2 separate regions of the Macaca mulatta genome follow, and region 2 is linked to region 1. A link is a contact called in public Hi-C data. All regions are on one chromosome and are shown on one strand. The core of a region is the stretch at or near the end of the contact, and the rest is flanking DNA. Distances in the headings are between cores, read along the strand shown.

Region 1 (2,577 bases), core at 55-2,554:
AAAAAAAAAAAAAGAAAAAGAAAAAAGAGTATACGGGAAGGCTGATGTGGTGGCTCACATCAGTAATCCCAGCATTTTGAGAGGCCAAGGGAGGAGGATTGCTTGAGCCAGGAGTTTGAGACCAGCCTGAGCAACATGGTGAGACCCTGTCTCTACAAAAGTAAAATAAAATAAAAATTAGCCGGGTGTGGTGGCTTATGCCTGTGGTTCCAGATACACAGGGGACCGAGGCAAGAGAATCCCTTGAGCCCAAGAGGTCGAGGCTGCGGTGAGCTATGTTCCCACCACTGCACTCCAGCCTGGGTCACAGAATGAGAAAAAAAAGTATACAGCAATCCCCTGCGGATACTGAGGGATGAATGTATCTAACACACACACTCACACACGTGGGCTACTAGAAAGGCAGTGATTGCGTACTGCTACTTTCCAGCCACTGTGAGAGAGATGGAAACCCCTGGTCCAAGACACCCACCACTTCCCCAACCTGGGAACCTCTCCGGCTCACCATCTAGCACCTGCTTCCAAATACTTCAAGGACAGCAGGAAGTTCTTTTTCGACAAGATTTGGCCTAATTTTTAAACGGCATTCTGCACTTTTTGGCAGGCCTAGGGCTACTTCCAATATCCCATGGCTTTCCTTTTTTAATTTTACCAACTTTTAAAATACACTTTGTATTTTGGGCAGCCCGAGTAAACGCTAAGTGTGAGGAGCTGACACGGCCATCATTTAAACTAGATTAAACGACGCTGGACAAATAATCGCAGAGCAGCACAAAGTTGGGCTGGACGTGCACAGATGGAAACCCTCCACTCCGGGCTCTGGAGTCCCTCCTGCTCCAGGCGGCCCCACCCGTACAGCCGGGAAACGGAGGTCGCACACATGCACAGCCGTCTACCCACGCACAGTCGCAAGCAGAGCTTCATGGCCACAGAGGGGAAAGTGAGGACACACACAGACAGCCACGGACCCACGCTCGCAGACACAGCTCCCCGAACCTCTCCTCCCGCGCCGCCGCGAGAACCCAGCTTCCCGGCCCCGTTCCACTGCTCACCCGCGCCAGGCGCGTCTCGGGGTCGACCCCAAATATCGCGGTATTTCTGCCGCCCTCCCGCGGAATCTGACTGTCACGCCTCACGAGAGCACCGTGGGGGCTGTGTGTCGCGCAGCCTTCTGGGAGCTGTAGTCCACTTCTCTGTCTTCCAGGAGTTATAGTCCACTGGGGAAATCCTGGAGCAAACCCTGGCTTCCTGTTCTTTGTATTGCTGGGACTCTCGATAGGGGCTGGCATAACTGTCCGACCGCCTCTCCTCACTCCTATCAGCCCCATACACACTGCTCGTTGCTTGGAGCCTTTTTTTTTTTTTTTTTTTTTTTTTTTTTGCTGTTGTCCCAGGTTTATTGAATATATTACAGTATCCCGAAAAGATTCAAACAGCTCTACATGGCGTTTTGAAATTCATCCCCACTGTCGGCTGAGTGACCTGCAGGTTGGACAGACTGCCAAAGTCCAAAAACATCAGCATTTCCTTAATATCAGGATCTGTTAATACTTCAGTGATCTCCTGATCCAGGCCTGAGACCTCGGGAACATGATCACCTCTCCTTTCTCTCTTCTCCTCCTGCAACTTGATGGAGATACCTCTCACTGAGCCCTTCATATCACCTTCATCACATGCATGTTCTAGCCTGCTATCTTGTTGGGGAGCTTTTTTTTTTTTTCCTTTTTGAGACAGGGACTGGCTCTGTCACCCAGACTGGAGTGCAGTGGTGCTATCTCCGCTCACTGTAACCTCCACCTTTCGGGCTCAAGCCATCCTCCTATCTCAGCCTATTGAGTAGCCGGGACTACAGGAGTGCACCATCATGCCAGACTAGTGTTTGTATTTTTTGTAGAGACGGGTTCTCACTCTATTGCCAAGGCTGGTCTCAAACTTCTAGGCTCAAGCAATCTGCCCACCTTGGCCTCCCAAAATGCTGGGATTACAGGAGTAAGCCACCGCACCCAGGCCTGGGGAGCTTTTTGCTGGAAATAATGGTGATCTCCTTTCACATGTGCTTGTTTGTGTGGAAGTTGCTGCCCGGGTGCGTGTAGTACTTTTTTATGACGGAATATAGAAAAGGGCCATCTTCACGGTGTTAGTGTGAATGGGGCCCATGTTGGCAGGTCCTTAGTAAAAGAGGGCTCGGGGCACTTAATGCTGAATATTTACCAAGGTTCTTCTATTTTAGGTGCACAGGATACACACAGGATACAGGATAAATCAGATGCGTCCCTGTTCTTGACACAAACAGGGACACAGAAAATGACAGGGTAAGATCCTCCATGAGGAAGCAACACCTCCAGGCAGGAAAGCCTTCTTGAAGGAGTGACTTGAGATGAATCTTGAAGGACAGCCAGGAGCTTAGATACAGGATCCCAACAGCAATCCAGGTGGAGGGCATCGAATGGGCAAAGGGAAGGCAGCAGGAGAATGCACATTGGGCATGCTTCCCTGCCCCTTTCATTTTTTAGCCTTCACAGGCCCCAGAAACCTCTGTATTCATTGAGGTGGCTAAAGCAGCTGTGGGTTCCCTGC
Region 2 (2,577 bases), core at 56-2,555, 410 kb before region 1:
ACTTAGGACGCGCACCACCGAGGGAAAAAGCGCAGCTCGGCCTGGCGCAAGGGAGCAGCGGGATCGGCCGCTAGGCCGCAGCGAGCCCCCGGGCCTGCCTCACGGGCCGGACACCCCCGCGGCCGCCCCCGGGTCAGGGCAGGGGCTAGGACGAGGCGAGGGGTCTGCTGCCGTGCGCTGGAGCCGACCCCATGGCTCCGCAGGAGGACGGGGGGCAGCAGGAAGGGCTCCCCGAGCTCCGGCCCCGGGCCGGGGGGAGGCAAAGGGCCCGCGGCAGCGCCTGGTCCCTGGGGTGGGGGTACCCACTCCTCACCTTCGCCCTCCCCGCTTTGCCACTTGCCTCTGTCCCCGGGCGGTTTGGGATCGGAGGCGAAGGTGTGCCTCAAGTGGAAGGGGGCACTTAGCGACGGCAGACGCCCGTACCTTGCCCCCTCCGCACCTGAGCGCCGCCCCTGGCCTGGCACCCACAGGTTCGTTTTCTGGGAGAACGTGAGGCTCCAAATCCTAGTTTGGGGGAGGAGCGGCGCTCTAGGGCCCGCCCTCCCCATGCCCCCGCTGCAACCCTGTCCTCGGTTAGTCCTGACTCCCCTCCTCCTCAGGGCCCCCCAAAGCCCATCCTCTTCTTAGCCCTATAGCGCACCTCCCGCACCCGGATCCTACACGCCCCCTCCCCGGGAACCCGCACTCCATTCCCCTCCTCGCCACTGCAGCCACTAAAGGGTTACGGCCAGGACGGGCGGCGCCCAGGAGCGCGCTGGGAGCCGCTGGGAGGTGTAGTCCTTCAGGGAGGCGGTAGCGAGTCCTCGGGGTGGGGTCCCCGAGCTGGTGGACGGGGGGCTTCCGGGCTGTGGGGCAGGCTTCGGGGCAGTTACCTGGCTGGGAGGTGGCGGAGGAACCTGACTTCCCACTGCCTGGCGCCGGCGGGATGCGGGCGCAGGTCTCAGGCCCCGGGTCGCCGCTGTCTCTGCGGTTGGGGGAAGTCACCCAGCTAGCCTGGGACAGGGTCGGCACCCCCAGGAGGAAACAGCAGCGACGAGCCAGAGCGGAGTCGCTCGCAGGTGCGCGCAGGGCGTGCACAGGTGCGCGGTACGCGCATGCCCTAGGGACTCGGTGGGGACCCTAAGCACCAACGAACAGTCAGACCTAACTCATAAACAAACATCATCACTGCCGGCCCGGTCAGAAGTGCAGCCAAGCAACAACAACAACAAAAAAGGCGGGGAGGCAGACCCATTTCAGATGGTTGTGTTGGAGAGAGTCTCTGAAATCAGAAGGCACCAGCCCGCAAAAAGGAAGAAACCCGACATGTTGGGCGGAAGGAAAAAGTGAAAAAGCCCTGCGGCGAGAAAGAGATTGGTCACTGAAAGAGCTCAAAGAAGTCCTGTGTAGCTGGAGTGTAGCTGCGGGTAGTGATGGGAGGTGAAGATAGAGAAGCAAACAGGACCCAGGTCAGGTCCAGCTTATCCGGGTGTGGTGGTGGGCGCCTGTAGTCCCAGACACTTGGGAGGCTGAGGCAGGAGAATTGCTTGAACCTGGGAGGCGGAGGTTGCAGTGAGCCGAGATCGTGCCACTGCACTCCAGCCTAGCGCCAGAGCGAGACTCCGTCTCATAAAACAAACAAACAAGGAAAAACACCCAGAAAGACAAATACCTCATGGTTCCACTTTTATGAGGTATCTAAATAAACACATGGAAACGGCAAGTAGAATGGTGGTTGCCAGGAGCTGCCGGGAAGGAGGAAATGGGTAGTAGATATTCAATGAATATAAAGTTTTGGGGTTTTGGCCAGGCGCAGTGGCTGACGCCTGTAATCCCAACACTATGGGAGGCCGAAGGGGGGTGAATCACTTGAGGCCAGGAGTTCAAAACCAGCCTGGCCAACATGGTGAAACCCCGTCTTTACTAAAAATACAAAAATTCGCTTTGAGATCCTGTCTCAAAAGAAAATAAAATATTTAGGTTTTTGTTGTTGTTGAGACAGGTCTCACTCTGTCACCCAGGCTGGAGTACAATGACGCAATCTTGGCTCACTGCAGCCTCGACCTCCCAGTAGCTAGGATTACAGGCGGGAGCCACCATGCCTAATTTTTTGTATATTTTAGTAGAGACAGGGTTTTACCACGTTGCCAAGACTGGTCTCGAACTCTTGACCTCAAGCGATCCACCCGCCTTGGCCTCCCAGAGTGTTGGGACTACAGGCGTGAGCCACCGTGTCCAGCCTGAAAGTGATTTTCTAATTGTCATTCTTAATATATTTGATAGAATCCATCTGTCAAGTATAGCTTTACCTCATTGACCAAGGCTATTTGGTTATCCTGACTAAAAAGACAGGATAAGCTCTTTTTTATTTTTTATTTTTTTGAGACAGAGTCTCACTCTGTCACTCAAGGCTGGAGTGCAGTGGTGTGATCATTGTTCACTGCAACCTCGAACTCCTGGGCTCAGGTGATCCTCCAATCTCAGCGTCCTGAGTAGCTGGGACAATGGTGCATACCACCACACCTGACTAATTTTTGGGTTTTTTTTGTAGAGATGGGGTTTTTCCATGTTGCTCAGGCTAGTCTCCTTGTGATTTTT

The links. A called contact is a pair of places that touch in the nucleus more often than the background predicts.
Region 2: a contact with region 1 is called in a Hi-C map of fetal cortex germinal zone, with 2.2 times the contacts expected there. The contact joins the promoter of NEIL1 here to the promoter of PPCDC in region 1. A contact is called at or near these places in 2 of 14 Hi-C or Micro-C datasets (fetal cortex germinal zone and fetal cortical plate).

What each region holds. Positions count from the first base shown.
Region 1 is chr7:52,976,079-52,978,655 of T2T-MMU8v2.0, reverse strand. PPCDC (phosphopantothenoylcysteine decarboxylase) reads right to left here and starts at 1,304. Exons shown (of 3, transcript XM_077939966.1): 1 at 1,053-1,304. The coding sequence starts at 1,289. It also overlaps the pseudogene LOC144329996.
Region 2 is chr7:53,388,094-53,390,670 of T2T-MMU8v2.0, reverse strand. NEIL1 (nei like DNA glycosylase 1) reads right to left here and starts at 1,305. Exons shown (of 11, transcript XM_077939948.1): 1 at 873-1,305.